Regions from separate parts of the Triticum aestivum genome. Here region 2 is linked to region 1. Evidence: chromatin contacts called from public Hi-C data. All regions are on one chromosome and are shown on one strand. The core of a region is the stretch at or near the end of the contact, and the rest is flanking DNA. Distances in the headings are between cores, read along the strand shown.

The links. A called contact is a pair of places that touch in the nucleus more often than the background predicts.
Region 2: a Hi-C map of leaf shows a contact between it and region 1, with 4 times the contacts expected there. The contact joins the promoter of LOC123160357 here to the promoter of LOC123160040 in region 1. A contact is called at or near these places in 2 of 5 Hi-C or Micro-C datasets (leaf and an unstated tissue) and 1 of 1 datasets of contacts at active chromatin or transcription factors (leaf).

Annotation. Positions count from the first base shown.
Region 1 is chr7B:719,394,690-719,398,463 of IWGSC CS RefSeq v2.1, forward strand. It overlaps LOC123160040 (endoplasmin homolog), which reads right to left and starts at 2,168. Exons shown (of 15, transcript XM_044577866.1): 1 at 1,945-2,168; 2 at 1,105-1,225; 3 at 864-1,017; 4 at 693-773; 5 at 489-600; 6 at 190-316; 7 at 1-64. The coding sequence starts at 2,011.
Region 2 is chr7B:719,529,887-719,533,660 of IWGSC CS RefSeq v2.1, forward strand. LOC123160357 reads right to left here and starts at 2,150. Exons shown (of 2, transcript XM_044578166.1): 1 at 1,768-2,150; 2 at 1-1,639. The coding sequence starts at 1,794.

The sequences.
Region 1 (3,774 bases), core at 918-3,417:
GGGTTCATTCCATGTATCCTCAGAAATAGCGAATGATCCATCAGCTTTGGACTCCCACACATACCTATCAGAGAGGAATACAATGTCACAACAGCAACAAGAAAATGGCATAGAGAAAGGCAAGGAATGAACCAAAAGGACAAGGCAGCGGCACTGTGCCAAAGGCATGGGCATTGGTCAGTGTCTTACTGTTTGTCATCATTGTGCTTGCTGACCACCTCAACATAGTCAGCAACCAAGTATACTGAGTAGAAACCAACACCAAACTGCCCAATGAGATTGAGGTCACCTCCAGTCTGCATCTTTTCCACGAAAGCTGCAAAAGGTGCAAGCAATTAATGTTATTTACGGGCACATTTCAAAGTTACATATATGTTGGACGGTATTTGGTGCAATATTCCACACCAACAAATAAATAAATAATGCTGAATTTGCACTTGAAGTTTCAAATATTTTAGAGCAGAGCAATCGGTAGAAAACAACAGTACCTGAAGTTCCAGACTTGGCAATGGTTCCAAGGTTCTTAATCAGATCTTCCTTGGTCATACCAACACCCCTATCCCGAATAGAGAGAATCTTGTTCTCCTTATCCAACTTAATCTGCATGTGGACAACGAAATGCCTTACCAACCAATTCAAAAAGGAATGACGTGGCAATCAGGAAAGGCTATCAGCTCTGCAGTTCACCATACCTGGATTTCAAGCTTAGCAGTGTCACCCTCGCCCAAAGCCTCCTTATCAGTGAGGGTAAGGAACCTAATCTTATCCAAAGCCTACAAACATAAAGGCACCACCCTTTAGTTCCCATCATCCACAATGCAATCTAAATACAGGGGGTCAGAATCAAATGCAATAATACATACATCAGATGCATTGGAAATGAGCTCCCTCAGGAAGATGTCCTTGTTGCTGTAGAGTGAGTTGATGATGATGTCCATGAGCCTGGAGACCTCGGCCTGGAACTCAAACTTCTCGGCCGAGTTCCTGAGGGTCTTCCTCGAGATCGACTCGGACTCCCTTCGCACATCAAAGTCATGATATCAGCACAGAATGTCAACGGCATGAAATTGGAACCATCAGCGTTGGTCAGGCATTAGTGCGCACCTCTGGACAACCTCGGAGTCGGTGGACAAGCCATGGGGGACGGCCCCAAGCTTCTCCTCTACCTTGGGAAAGTCGCCCACCTCGTCGCTGCTCTCCTCGGCATTGACTTGGAGCTTCTTAGCTGCAGGCACATCGAGGATCAGGCAAACAACTCGAATATGGAGTACTGATGTACAGCAGATAGGTACAGGTGTTTGAATTCACTAAGAGTGTGGTAGAGAACTAGATCAGTAGCAAGCAGCACTAGGTTTCCGCTAAGTAAACGCTAGATTGGTGCACAAATCTAGCGAGTTACTGGACTAAACCCTATTTAAACCCCACGACTTAATTAGCAGCATAATTTGGCTGAAAATTTAATAACACACGACGGATCTAAGAACGAAGTAAGCCAGTAATGCCGAACACGGAACAAACCCCTGCGGCCCTGCCACCACACCAGATCGGGGTGGCCGCGAGCCCGCATCGGGACAGAGCCAGTAATTCAGATGCGAGATCTACAGCGGAAACTGGACTAAAATTTACCACCATAGATGGCGCCCGGTGGCACTAGCCTCTACACGAACGGATCAAACAACCGGAACAAATTCCATCTGGACTTCCTACTGGGAATTAAGCGGGATTCAAGCATCAGATGGGAGCGCCGCCGCGAAAATCAAGCGGCCACGCGGGCTGCAGAACTGATAAGCCACCTCCTGCGGCCAAATCTACGCGCGCTGCCTCGAACCCAACAGATCACGAGCTACCACCTAAATTCGCCGGCCAGCGGCACAAATCACCCGAAAAAAACAGGAGGGAAGAGAGCTATAGCGGCGGCGGCGAGGGAGGGGGAGGGGGGCTTGCCTGGATCGGGGAGCGTGGTGAGGAGGAGGACGAGGAGGAGCGCGCAGGAGAGCGCCCACTTGCGCATCGTCGCCGGCCGCCGCTTCACTCTGCAACCAAAACTGGGTGAGCTCGTCGTCGCCTTCGTCTTGGCTTCGGGGCCGGCGAGATGCGCGACCCATTTAAACGGGCGAGGAGGAGACCCCGCACGCCCGGTCCGCGCGGGCGGGATGGCGCCACGCGGACGGGCGGACGGCCGCGATGTGGCTCCGGCCACGCGGCGGGCCGTCAGTGGTTGGCGCGGGGGAGCTCGACGTGGAGCGCGTGCCCCGGCCGTCCGTCGGGGCGAGCTGGAGGATCGGACGGGCGGGGGTCTCGTGTGGGTGTTGAAGGGGGCGGACACGTGGCGGGGCGGGATTGGTGCGGGACGGGTCGTCGACGTCGACGACACGCGATGCGCTAGAAAGTTCGCCGCGGCTCAGTGGAGTGGATATCATTCGTTCGCGGGGTGGACTCGTGGTGGGCCAAGGGCCGTGATGGGTGCGTTTGGGCTGGCCTGGTCAGTCAACTGGGTGTTGACTCGTCGCCGTGGGATGGACGTCAGAGTTAAAGTTACTGGGCTTTCGGGCTGGCTGGGCCATTAGCACCGGCTCAGCCCAACGAGAAGCACAACTCCTCCAGTGATACGATCCTCAAATAAAAAAAAACACGTCCAGTGATACTGACAGAGAGCTAGAGAATGGCGATAGAGCGGACGAGCTCGCCCGCTCCCGCTATGCGTGCCAATGGGACAGTGACGCGTTTGTACGTGTAATGAATGCGACCATAGAGAGTAGAACGGATGCGCAACGCCCAACAGTAGTATACGGTGACGGAGCCGTCTGATCTGACGCGCATTGATGGTACACAAGTCATATGTTTCGTTGGTGAAAACAAAGACACTGACCAAGATAAATATTAGCCATGTCTTCCCTGCTAAATGCCTGAATTGGAATCCATCGTTTGTACTAACTGGTAGAACTCATCCGGAAGTATGGCGGTGATCACAAAAATAAAGCAGCGGGGCTACAAAACAAAACAAAAAATCCTTCATGTGAGATACATAAAAAAACGCTGGAAATTCAGAGTTCGGCATTCGAAAAAGTGGAAGAATTCAGGGGGAAAATTTCATAAAAGATACAACAACAACAACAACAACAACAACAAAGTCTTTAGTCCCAAACAAGTTGGGGTAGGCTAGAGGTGAAACCCATAAGATCTCGCAACCAACTCATGGCTCTGGCACATAGATAGCAAGCTTCCACGCACCCCTGTCCATAGCTAGCTCTTTGTCGATACTCCAATCCTTCAGGTCTCTCTTAACGGACTCCTCCCATGTCAAATTCGGTCGACCCCGCCCTCTCTTGACATTCTCCGCACGCTTTAGCCGTCCGCATTGCCCATAAAAGATACAAAAACATTACAAATACAATTCATGAAAAAAGAAGACAAAAGAATCTGTGCACATTTATATATGTAACAACAAACAGAAAAAATCGACCGTTGCTATTTTCAGCTTTGTGCGAGTGGTATTTGACGGGATTTAGCCTTAACCATATCAGTGAGAGGTGGCGTGAACTGGAAGCTAAAAACATTCTAGTTAGCTCATCAAACATGCATGCCTGTATGTCCCAGGGAAAAAAGTTTTTTGCTTTTGTTTGCATAAAGCACCGGCGACTAATACAGTTGTGCTTAGTTCTTCAGACATGCATGTGTGCCTCTGAGAAAACAAAATTCAGAGAAAATCTTCAAAATTTGATCTCACTGGACTACCCCCTTACTGCAAAATTCAGAAAACTCATTCTAGACGTT
Region 2 (3,774 bases), core at 900-3,399, 140 kb after region 1:
ATGGTTCGTCCTCAAGATGCTTGCCCCCTTTATTGTAATCCAGAATTACATGGTGAAAATCAACCACATTACTTCTCTTCCAGCCTAACCTATGCATACCCAAACCGTAACAGAGGCAGGTTTCCTCAAACATGTCCTTAGCAGCCGGTTTCATGCGCAGAATGTCAGGATGCTTGACGAGGAGGTACATCATGTAATGAGACAGAGTATTAACTTCTTCAGCCATGTCCTTGTCGACCAGCTTCGATTTGACGGCGGGGTTACTGAGGAAGGTGCTTGTAGCTATATGCCAGATAACCACACTCTTCTGAAATTCGAAACTCATGCTCCAATCGAGCTGTTTGATCCGGTCGTCGATGCCCCTGAACCTACGAGCCCAGTTCCCACTTCGCATGTCCGCCTCTTCAATTTCAACCATATGAGTCTTGTCACCTTTGAGCAAGCCCCATACGAACTCCTTCGCGGCAGGTGAAAGCTTGGCATGTTTGGTGCAGCGAGCTTTGTCCCACAAGTCCTTGACCCCAATCAAACGGGCTATTGTTCCCTTGAGGCCCCTCTTGCTGCTGTGAACACAGAAGGATATGAAGTCAAATTGCCCGACGGAATTGGACCACCTTCCATCCTTGACGACGACGAGGTGGTAACGTGCAAACAGAACTGCATTGGCCAGCCACTTACATCTGTAGCGTCTCAAGATGTCATATGTCCAGGTTGACCCAATCGCCTTTAAAACAGATGTGACCTCCAGTGCGCAAGCTCCGCCCAGAAGAGCAAAAGTGATAACAATGTTGGGTGTGCTGTATCCATCTCTCTTGCTTCTTGTGAAGACCACAAGAGCGGTGAAGCAACACACAAGTGAAATGGCACGGATCCAGTGGCCACGGCTTTTGTGGATCACTTCTGCCTTGGTGTAGAGCATGTCATACATCAGGCCGAGCTGCACCTCTATTCCCTTGTACAGCTCCCCAACAGTCCTCTGCTCCTTTGCCAATGCATCTTCGCTCTCGTCGTCTTGCCATGGAAATCCTTGTACAAGACCCTTTACAAGAGCAGTTGTTTTATAATTCCAGTCTATGGACGCCTCATTCCTGTCTATGATTAAAGGCTTGACAAGTACATGGCGCAACTCGTGTGCTGTCATCACAATAAATTCATATGCTCTAAATTGTTTGTTTTTGGTGAAGCAGTCTCCACCTTTTTGGTCATCCCCCTCACGAGAAAAGGTCTTGGGGGAAAAATAGGCATAAATCCTCAGGAGAAAAGGTGTACGTCGCCTTGGGGGGTGGCGCCGCCAGAGTTCATTGTCCTCCAAGGCATACGCAGTGATGGTGTCCTGGCCGCCGAGGTGCAGCAGGAGGAATGGCGCCCAGAACGCCACTAGCTGGTGCTCGCTAGACGATTTCTTCGACACTGACGAGGACATGTGACCCAGGCCATATGTTGCAACGACATCAGCAAACAGATATACAAACCAGAGGAGGACCTTGAGAATAGAAGAGACGGTGTAGCGGCGGATCCCAGCAAAGAAAAAGAGGAGAACCTGCAGACTGAAGCTGGCGACAACAACAGTTTGGATCTCCCACTCATTCCACAGCTCCATCCAAGATTGCATCAGTGTTCCACCCATTGGTACGCCAACCTACAAGCAAGAACTAAATATAAGCATATATGCATACATATATATTCGAAATATGTCACAAGTTTGGAGAAATAGTAGTATGTATGTATGTATGTATTGTATGTATGTATCAATGAATGAATGCGTACCTGTGGATGAGCTACGTTACCCAGCATGATATGAAGGTTGATTCGGCTTACGGCAGCAAGCTATGTCGCAGAACCGCAACGAAATTGCTAGCTCCTGGAGTGAGAGCTCAAGAGAGGTAGTACTACAAGAAGAATGAACGGATCGCGTGTATGAATATACCTATATCAAACCAGTCAGATGCAGCTACTCCGTTCCGAGTCACCATACGGCCGAGTGACCCATTATTTTTCTTTATGCTGCGGGGATGCCGAGTGACCCATTATTTTTCTTTTTGGCAGGGATTTCGAGTAGCTAGTGGCCGGCTGCACAGGTAAGATAATGTCTTCTTTTGCCAAAGAGCTCAGTCTCCCACGCGAGCACGCAGCGTGCTGCTGCATCCGACAACAAGTGCGCGGGTTCCAACACTTGTCCATTACACGAGGAACGTACATGCTGGCTCGCTTTTGCCATTCAAATGAGACAGAAGACAAGTGCGGGACAACATGTGACCACGTGATCGACCACTTCTCTCTCAAGACCCACGCTCACATGTGTTTTCTTTTGATGTTGGATTTATTTTTTCTGAAGATGAAATTCCAAAAGTTTTGAAATTTTTGAAATTTTGGAAGTTTCACATTTCTCAAACTTGCCTTCTTCTGGAAGTTCAAATTTCTAAAAGTTCCAAGTTTTCAAAAGTTTTGAACTAAAACTTTTCCAGTGCAACTAGGAGATAAGTCTAAGTTGCATTTTTCGGAATCAACTTGGGCATAAGAAAATCTCCTAAAACCACTGTAGGCTTTTTTTTTGTCCCGCCAAAATAAGTTTTGTACATCTTTGAACTATCAAAATTTTACCTCATTAAATTGTATGGATGTTTTCTTTCTCTGAGTTACTTTATGTGAGAACTGCTGGAGATTTGGTTAGCTTTACAGTCTTGTTTTGATTTAGAGCACCAATGCAGAAAAAAGATGGTGCAGTTTTTATGTAAAAACACTAGGAATTTCGTGTGACAAACATAAAAAGAGAAATTTCTAGGCAGATTTTATCTAAAAAGCGCTAGGCATGTGAAAGTTATTACAGCTTGAGTGTGCAATTTTTTCTTTGTACGTTATGTATGGAGTGACTGTATTTGAGAAAAAAAAGTCAAAAACCAAACAACCTAGAGACAACCCAAAGTGCCATGCAGGGCTGTTTAAATTGTTTGCATCTTACCCTCTCATGGGTCTAAAATTTACGATATGCTCATTGTCGTGGTCGACATGTACGTATGATCCATCATATTCCAGTAGAAACAAGATAACAAAGGTGACATACAAGAATGAAAATAGAGGACATCTACACATGACAGATGAGTTCAATTTGTTTCAAAAAGGGATCTCGATCCTACTGATACATCCATATTCTATGGCGTGTAAGTTTTTTTTCTTTTCTTTTGAGGGGTTCGATGGTGCGCAAGTTGATTGAGATGCTCAATCATGAAGAAAAATGGATAAAGAAAATTCATCCATCAAAAGTCGGGTTTTTAAATGTTAGCATTAAAGATAAGACATCAAAAGTCGGGCTGTGTCAGGTGTGCATATATACTACTCCTACTACGTACTCCAACTATTTCTAACGGCAACTTGATTATGGACTGTGGGTGTGGAATGTGATATGCATTGTCTCCATCTGAAGCCCATGAGATGAGAGGGTTGAAGATAAGACATGTTAGTGATAGATACTCCCACCTGTGTGCGCAGAGCAGCTAGCAGCGGTTGATAATAACAAACCTAGCAGATTTTAGCTTCTTGGAGTAGTAGTATTGTTTTCGGCAAAGAATTAAGTTTATTTTTGCACCTGTGCGCAGAGCATCTAGCAGCGGTCGATATTGTTTGTTCTGTATCTTGGCTGGTTCACCTGAATTCAGACATGAGGCACGGGTTGCCAAAAAAAGAAGAAGACATGAGCCACAAAACATTAGGCTTCAGAGTATAGAACCTTTACATACTTTATATATATGCATATATATTACACAGCTACTATCTTAA